Regions from separate parts of the Mus musculus genome. Here region 2 is linked to region 1. Evidence: chromatin contacts called from public promoter capture Hi-C data. All regions are on one chromosome and are shown on one strand. The core of a region is the stretch at or near the end of the contact, and the rest is flanking DNA. Distances in the headings are between cores, read along the strand shown.

Region 1 (4,701 bases), core at 1,100-3,599:
CAGAAACCTTAACTACTCACCCCTATTGCATTGACGTGACACCACGAGTTGCTAGTGACTTTTTCATAAGGTTTTTCGTGTGTGAGGCTTTAGGTTCTTTAAAACCAGACCTTCGAAGCCCATGCAAGGTCTTGAAAAATCCATTGCATTGCCAAGAATGATCCTGAATTCCTGATCTTTCTGCCTTCACCTCCCAAGTGGGGCACCACACCTAGCAGTTTATTGGATTGGAAGGGAGGATTGTGGCTCTTTTGGCTTTGAGACTTTCTGAGAGTCTTTTAAAAACTTGTGAGTTTTTAAAAGACTGGTTTTTATCCAGCCAGCCTGGATGACATGGCTGGATCCTGGCTCCAGTTAAAATTTTAAAAGAACTGAGGATGTAGGTCCACTCAGTGGCGGAACACTGTCTAATATGCAAAGGCTCTGGGTACAATCTACATTGTTCAGTATGCAATGGCTCTGAGTTCAATGCCCAGCTCTGGATGGAGAAAAAAAAAAAAAAGAAAGAAACTATCTATTTGAACCAGCTGTGGTGGCATACACCTATGAATGACCACACCAATCTGTGAAGTTAAATAAGAGGATTAGCCAAGAACTTGAGGCTATCCTGGGCTACAAAGCAAGCACCAACATACCAACTAGGGTTACATAGAGAGAACCTATCTCAAAATATATTTTGGGTTTTTTTTTGTATGTGTGTGAATCTCTGATCTGACACAAAATAAGCTTTTAATATTGCCTGAACCAGAAGTTAATGCTTTGCATAAAGTGGAGCAAACATGAATTAACAGCATTATTCCAAGGGAAATACCCGAGTACAGGGCTTAGTGTGCAGAGGAGACCAACCTGCACTTCTGCCTGCACACACACAAACACACACAAGTATGTTAAGTCCCCAAAGCAGGCCCCCAAACGGCAGTGCTGACGGCACTATTTTAAAGTGATGGTCTGGACCCCACCAGACCTTGCTAGGAAACAGACTTAAAGCATTTCTCAGAAGCCCTTAACAGCTGGCTGAAGGCTCCTGGCTGTATCTGTCAGTCTCCTCCCTGCCCAACAGAGTTCTCATGCTAACCACCGGGATTTTCTGAGCTGGCCCCACTCCAGCCATATAAGTCCCTAAAACCTAGCAAGGCTTTGCTGCTGGGAGCTGTCTTCTACTGTTCTTAGTGGTGGCCTGGCAGTTGGTTTTGTTTTGTTTTGTTTTGTTTTGTTTTTGAGACAGGGTTTCTCTGTGTAGCCCTGGCTGTCCTGGAACTCACTCTGTAGACCAGGCTGGCCTCGAACTCAGAAATCCACCTGCCTCTGCCTCCCGAGTGCTGGAATTAAAGGCGTGCGCCACCACGCCCGGCTTCTGGCAGTTTTTAATAGACCGTTCTTTCTCTCCTTGGAGAGCTGAAGGGTTGGGTGGGTTTTTGTTGCATCTATTTACAAAACACACAATTCAAAACGAACCATACATATATATTACATATGCTGTGTAAGAATAAGCGTGTTTATATGTGTTTGTATATATGTTTGTACACAAGTATGTAAATAGATATGTAAATTTACTTATTTATACCAGGTGGGATGTAACTGAGCACTGAGAGTATGGAGACAGGATGGCAAATTCAGTACCCGTCGGGACTATATATGGAGAGCCTTTCTCAGGAAACAACAACAACAACAACAACACACACACACACACACACACACACACACACGCGCGCGCCGGTCCTTGTTTGATTTTTTTTTCTATTTGATGTAACTTTTTGACCTTGAGATTTAAAAAAAAAAAAACAAAACTGCGGGGCGTGGTGGCGCATGCCTTTAATCCCAGCACTCGGGAGGCAGAGGCAGGCAGATTTCTGAGTTTGAGGCCAGCCTGGTCTACAGAGCGAGTTCCAGGACAGCCAGGGCTGCACAGAGAAACCCTGCCTTGAAAAACAAAAAAACAAAAAAACAAAAAAACAAAAAACAAAAAACAAAAAACAAAAAAAAAAAACAAACAAAAAAAGCGGTCCATCCGTCTCTTCTGCTGTTTTTTTGTTTTTGTTTTTGTTTTTGAGACAGGGTTTCTCTGTGTAGCCCTGGCTGTCCTGGAACTCGCTCTGTAGACCAGGCTGGCCTCGAGCTCAGAAATCCGCCTGCCTCTGCCTCCCAAGTGCCGGGATTAAAGGCGTGCGCCACCACGCCCGGCCTCTTCTGCTGTTTTGAGAAACCCACCTGAAAAAGCCATTTTCCCCCACTGATCTGCGCGGCCTAGGTGCATTTTCGTGAAGGAGCCGCTAGATGGCGATCTAGAAGGAGGGCTCAAAGCAGCGTCTGCCAAGCCTCTCTTCATAAAGTCCGGCGGCGGAAGAGGAAGCGGCACGTGCGGCGCTCTACGGTGGCCGGGGAGGCTGCTGCAGCTTCCTTACTCCTAAATACCTAAGCACCCCGGGAAGGTGCGGCGACAGTGGTTTTTGTAGTCGCAGCTCCGAGAAGGGCGTCCGGCCAGCCGGCACCATGGTGAAGGAGCAGTTCCGCGAGACGGATGTGGCTAAGAAAATGTAAGGACGCCCCCGAAGGGGTGGGGGTGAGGTGGAGGCTGAGGTCCCGGGTCCCAGAGTGTCCCAGGAGAGGGACAGTTGTTAAGGGAGCGAAGAAAAAAGTTCCAGGATGGGATTTCAGATCCTGGGGTGGGGGGTGGGGGATCCGTGAGGTATAGCGGGGAAAGTGCAATGGACGGAACAGTGTCAGAACGGGCATTCTGGGCGAAGATGCCACCTCCTGAATCCCTGCGCTGATTACTCTCAGCGGACCTCTTCCTCTGGCACGAGGACACAGTTGTGTGCTGACTCAAGGTTGTCAGCTAGAAAGTGGCAGGCTCAGAAACCAAGCTGCTCTTCTGGGCTCTCTGTTTCAAAGCTTAATTATTAAGCCCTGGTTGTTTGATTTTTTTTTTTTTTGGCGGGGGGGGGGGAGGCTAAGGCGGATCTTTTTGCTTCTTCAACTTACATAAGAGAATGTACTGAGGACAGTGTTGTGCACTAAAGGTCCCGCAGAATGCAGTCTTTCTGCTTGGTCTGTTGTAGAGTAGACAAATCAGCCATGATTGTGGCAAATGCAACGACCAGCAGAGAGGAGACTGAGAGCACCAAGTAATGAATAAGTCTGGGCTCGGTGCAGACCAGGCTCCTTTTAAAACACGTACTGGAGGGACAAGGTAGACTGATAGACGTGAAGCAGGGGACTTACACTATGTGAGTCTTGCAAGGCGTGTCAGACTTTTGGAGTGTTTGGCCAGGACAGAGTTTGAGGCCATGGCAGGGATCTAGACTGGCAATGATGGTGACTTGAGCTGGGTCCAGGGCTCTGAGGTGGATGTGGGGACTTTGGAGAGAAGTGAACTTAAAGGGGCATAGGGCATAAAATGGAAGAGAGAAGCAGAGACAGAGGTAAGAAAAATGAGACTGGAGGAACTCTGTGTTACTGTTCACTGGGACAGGTGTCACCTGGGTGACCTCCGACTGTTCTCAGTCCACCATCTCAGTCCTTCACACGCACCCTATTCACATGAAAGGATCCTCACACAGCAGCCCAGGGATGCAGAGCCACAAGCCAATAGTTATGCCACTCAGGCCAAGGCAGGCAGTCAGGAGTTTGAAGCTAGCCCAAGCTACAGAGCAAGACCCTTCATTTCAGATGCAAACTAGATCTCTGTCACCTGGATCTTCCAGCAGCTCTTGGTAATGCTGACACTTGATTCCCTCCTAAATCCCAAGCCCTGGCCCCTGCAGGCCTTACTGGGCTCATCTTGTACCCTTAGCTGTCTGTGCCGCTTGCCTGTGATTCTCTGGTGATGCCCAGTGCCTGTGGGCCAAGGAATCTTTACCTTCTGCTTCCTATCTTCATTCTCCTATTTGCTCTGTCTGACTTAGAATTCAGCTGGAAGATCACCTTTGCAGAGAGGTGTTCTGACCAGACCCTGGTGTCCCATCAGACTGTACCATCATCCCATGTTATTTTAATTCTCTCTATCTTTTATGAACAGTTAGTGCTCCTACCCCAACTCCAAACAGATAAAGTCTTTTATTCAAAGCAGCACAGTATCTCTAGATGAACTCTTTGTCCATGTAAGTTGTTACTTGCTTGTGTTTCTTAGAAAATGGCAAAGGGGAGGAAGCCTGCACACGTTTGATCTAGATGTAACTTTTCAGATATTCTGAGTTGGAGATGCCCATGCCCAGTCAACTAGAGGTGGCTGACGTAAAGAGATTTCGAAGACGTCTATATATACAAACAAAGGGCATCCCTGGGAGGATTGTGCAATGAAGAGGAGGAAGGGTGGCACCCAGAATGGTGGGGGGGGGGGGTGTCCAATATGCAAATGATAGCAGTGGAAGAAGATACCTCAAAAGACCCAAAAGGACTAAATGAAGACAGTAAAGGAGAGTATAGGCCGGGTGGTGGTGGAGCACGCCTTTAATTCCAGCACTTGGGAGGCAGAGGCAGGCGGATTTCTGAGTTCGAGGCCAGCCTAGACTATAGGCTACACAGAGAAACCCTGCCTCAACCCTCCTCCTCCCCCCAAAAAGGAGAATATACTGAGAGGAGAGGGGCACTGAAGGTGTAGGGAACCTGAAAGCAGAGATAAGGAAGCAAGTCCAGACTGAGAAAGATAGGTTCATCACTAGCTTGCCCACCAAGGGAGTGACCTTGAGAGCAATAACGTCT
Region 2 (4,701 bases), core at 696-3,195, about 21 Mb before region 1:
TCATTAGAATACTAGGCACTTCATGGCTATCCTGATGGGTTATTAAATAAAGGCACTTACTCCCAAGCTCATTGATCTTACTCAGGCCAATCTCTGGGTCCCATCTTACATGGCAGAAGCAGAAAAGCAACTCCCACAGTAGTCCTTTGATGCATGCACACACACATGCATACACATATACACATGAGTGCAGGGGACACAGACATAGAGACAGACACACATACATAAATAGATGAATTAAGAATTAGAAGGGCTGGAGAGATGGCTCAGCGGTTAAGAGCACTGACTGCTCTTCCTGAAGGTCTTGAGTTCAAATCCCAGAACCCACATGGTGGCTCACAACCATCTGTAATGAGATCTGACTCCCTTCTCTGTTCCTCTGTTCGCTGTCTGAAGACAGCTAAGTGTACTTACAAAGAACAATACATCTTTAGAGTGTGTGTGTGTATGTATGTATATACACACACACACACACACACATATATATGTATATATGTATGTGTATATGTATATATATGAATGAATTAAAACAGCCTTCCATAATGTCACACATGCCTAAAATTCCAGCACTGGAAAGCAAAAGGCTTGTGAGTTCAAGGCCAGTCTAGTCTACATAGGAAGCTGCATCCAGAGCTACATAGAAGTACCTGGCCTCAAAAATCAAAATAAAATGGGCATTTCAAAAGCTGGCAAAGAACTGGGGCTTTTTATTTTTTAATAATTAGTAAGTTAATCCACTTACATTTTTCTTCTGTTAACTGTTTTAGCACTTCACCTACAATCTGGAAAAGAAAAAAGGGGCATTACCTTTTGCCAATAGCTTAGAAATGGCAACATACTTTCAAACTTTATCACCTACCTGTCCAACACTTTGTAGTGCCTTCAAATCATTTTCAGACTTTTCATACTGCTTGGTAAGTTCTTTTAATTGTTCCCTTACTGAAATAATAAAATTTTGACATTTTAAATTAAACAACTGCATAAAATTTTTTACTTAGGTCTCTTTTACCTTAGGTTTCAAACCTACTGTTTCAAACCACAAAATAAGATTTTTTTTTCCAGTTTGTAGTGGATAGGTGGCATGTTTTAAAATGAAATGTAACAGAGAAAGTATCATATCTATTTTCTTGGTAGGAAATATTTTTAAGTTACATTTTTAACCGATAGTGACATCCTGCCACCTTCAGATTTGCTACAAAACTAAACGATAAGGTGAATCAAGCCTCCCATAGCTACACTAAGATCACCTGGCTTACTCTGGTTGTCCATACTAAATTAAGTCAACCAACGCAATTCTTCACCGAATCCTAGGCTGCGGTATTCTCTCATTTAATTAAATCACGCAGGGTTTTCAAAACGTGAATGTTCAGGGTATACAGAAAACTTGGTACTCAGTATGACGCCTGAGGGAAGACGAGAAAGGCTATTACAACCACTGAGCCCCCTTCTACCCCAAGTACAAGCCGCCTCCGTGAGTCCCGCGTCCGGCTGGAGCTTCTTTGACTCAAGCGTCCTCCCATCCCCGGGTCCCGAGACTCCAAGCCTGCCTTCCTGCACCCGGAATATGTCCCCAGCCCACTTGTACCTCACTCCTCTAATCTTCCCCTCTTCCACCTCAGAACTGTGGCTGTTCTCTATGCCACCGGACTGGGACTGGGGCCATACCCACGGCCGAGGCGGTGCTGCACCCCAGCGCGGGGCGGGATGACAAAGCGCCTCGTCCCTGGACTCGGGCCTTCCCAAGCCAGGCGCTGTTTTCGGGCTCAGCCGAAGCCTCCGCTCTATCAGAGACCGAAGCCGGTCCAGGCACTAGAGAGTGTGTCAAGGCTCACTCACGCTCCTTAAGACGGCCGTCAATCTCCTTGTGCTCTAGCAGCTTCTTGCGATAGTCCTGAAGCGCCTTATCTCTAGGGTCCGCCATGATGAGAAGCCGTCGCTCATAGGGGATGCCGGGAAGGGCCATGGCAGCCCGGGCGGGGGAGGGGGCGGGGCGAGGGCGCAGAGGCGGCCTGGGGCGGGACCGTGACTGGCTCCGCCCCTTCCGGCTGGCCCGCCTCTGGCTCCGGGCGCCGAAGTCAGTCACCTAGAGCGGCAGAAAGCCTCGAAAGCGCAGAAGATCGTCTCCGGTCACACTGTCCCCTGCAGGCCAGAGTGAGCAATGCCTGACTTAGCTACTGGCTGGCTCAATATTAAGTCACTGCTTTCTTAGAACGCCAAAGGATCTGTAATAAACTGAAAAGCAAGAGGAAATGACAAGATTTTTTTTTTTTTGAGACAGTGTCTTGTAATCCACACTGCCTTAGCACTCATTCTGCAGCGCTGGGCTTGAACTCTGGTCCTCCCCCCCCCCACCACCGGCTTCCTAGTGGAATTACAGGCAAACTCGAACATTCAGTATGTGCTGTGTGGAAATCGAATTCAGAGTCTCCGGCATGCTAAGCAAGAGCTTTCCCAACTGAGTCACATTTTCAAATTCAGCCTTTTTCTTTCCCAAATTATTTATTTTTATTTATGTGTTTATGTGTGTGCCTTAGTGTATACCTTAGGAGGGCAAGTGCTCACAGAAGCCAGTAGAGGGCATCGGATTTCTTGGCTCTGGAGTTACAAGCAGCTATGATTTAAAAAAAAAAATCTTATTTATTTTATGCATATAAATATCTTGCCTGCATGTATGTGTGTGCAGCACGTGTGTGCCTGGTGCTGGAGGAGGTCAGAAAAAACCACATGATTCCCCTGAAACTGGAATTATAGACGGTTGTGAGCCTCTATGTGGATACTGGGAACCGAACCCAGATCCTCTCCAAGAGCAACAAGTACGAATACCCTTTGAGCTATCTCTCTAGGCTCAGTGACTGTGTTCTTTTAAATTATTATTGACAGGCTGGGAGTGTACCTTTGGTAGAGTATTTGCCTAGCACACAGAAGCCCTGAGTTTATTAACCCCCAGCACCCTAAAACTGAATGAATGCACTCCACAAACACACAGAGATCTTTAGGAAGAGCCGGAAGCTCACATAACCAGTAAACCACTTTCCAGCCCAAAGATGCAGCCTTTTGATATCAATTGCATGAGCATAAGTAGGAAATTTTCAGTTACCCAATAAAGCACTGACCTGCTTGTAATCAGAATATTAGAAAATATTCTAACATGTAATAAGGAAATTAGAAATGATTTGAATAGGGGCCAGAGAGATGGTTCAGTGGGCAAAGGCGCGCTTGTCATGGAAGCCAGGTGACCTGAATTGGATTCATGGGACCCACTCAAAGTTGGCATGAGGTCCACATGCACAGATGCATAAATGATAATAAATCATAAAAATACCTTAATGTAGTAAATGCTACAATTGAAATAAAAGGATATTGTGGGATAAGGAGGAGAATAAATTTTGAACATGTCTGAGAGCAGAAGGGGCCCCATTATGCCACCACGTGGAGAGCCTTCTGAAGAGATTAAACAGCAAGTGCATGATTCTAAGGTAGCAAAGAGTTTGTCTCACTTCTATCAGAGAAAGGAGGCCAGCAGAACTGGAAGGAAATGGGCTAGAGATGTAGAACACAAGATAAAGTTTCTGCAGCGACCAAGGTAGGAACTTTGAAGTCTGCTAGGACTATCTCAGATCTCTGTGGTGGAGGGGTGGTGATATCTTGATGTCTTCATAAAATCAGCATAATTGTACATATGTAAAAAGGTTGTCATGGGTATTAAATAGACAATATAACTAAAGATGTTAATCCAAAATGTGGCATATGGTAATTGTATTCTTTTAAATTGTTATTCTCATGCTGGGAGTATAACATTGGTAGAATACTTGCCTAACGTACAGCTGAGTTTAACTCCCAGCACCCTAAAAAAAAATGAATATGCTTTACAAATACATGTACAGTTATGTGAATTAATGCCTAAAGTGACAGTCTTCCAAATTTTCTTGGAGAAAATGGTGTGGTTATTATGTGAATTTTCTGTTGTATTTTTTTTTTCTAAAACTGGCTTTTGAAGGAGACAATAAGTAAATAAAGTGACAGGGAGTGTCCTTTCTCCCACACTATTTTGATCAAGTGAGTAGGTTCATACCAATATATATCAATTCTGACATCAAGAAGAAAAGACAAGGCAGAATATAAAAGGCAGTCCAATTTATATGGCTCAGCAAAAATATATGCACGCAGAGGCTGGAGAGATAACTTAGCTGTTAAGAGCACAGGTTACTCTTCCAGAAGACCTGGGTTCCATTCCCAGCACCCATATGGTGGCTCACAATCGTCCCATAACTCCAGTCTCAGGACGTCCAGTGGTCTTTTCTGGCTTCCCTGAGCACCAGGCATCCAAGTGGTACATATACGTATATGCAGACAAAACATCCCATACACATAAAATAGAGTACAAGTTTATTCTCCAAGGTTAAACAAAATTACATGAGCATAGATCAGAATGTCATTTCAACATCGTCTTCGTCAGTCTTTTTAATTCTGGGTTCTTTTTCCTCTTACCCATTTGGCAAAATTCTAACCTCAGCTGAACTTTCTGTGTTTCTCATGCCCACAGTAACCCTATTCTGTTGTGTGTGTATGAAAAAGTAACTCAATTTGTAAATATATACTCATATACGTGATTAAATGTTTAGTGTCTTTTCTCACTCCCTGTAGAAAGCCCAAGAACTTACGCAAAGATGGCGACTGTTTATTGCTCATGGATACATGTAG

Evidence for each region. Promoter capture Hi-C pulls out the DNA fragments that hold promoters and counts their contacts.
Region 2: a contact with region 1 is called in a promoter capture Hi-C map of pre-B cells, with 2.4 times the contacts expected there. The contact joins the promoter of Psmc6 here to the promoter of Polr3a in region 1. A contact is called at or near these places in 1 of 39 promoter capture datasets (pre-B cells) and 1 of 484 Hi-C or Micro-C datasets (CD4 T cells).

Annotation. Positions count from the first base shown.
Region 1 is chr14:24,484,706-24,489,406 of GRCm38.p6, reverse strand. It overlaps Polr3a (polymerase (RNA) III (DNA directed) polypeptide A), which reads left to right and starts at 2,349. Exons shown (of 31, transcript NM_001081247.2): 1 at 2,349-2,534. The coding sequence starts at 2,491.
Region 2 is chr14:45,327,068-45,331,768 of GRCm38.p6, reverse strand. Psmc6 (proteasome (prosome, macropain) 26S subunit, ATPase, 6) reads right to left here and starts at 1,945. Exons shown (of 14, transcript NM_025959.3): 1 at 1,837-1,945; 2 at 860-939; 3 at 743-782. The coding sequence starts at 1,921.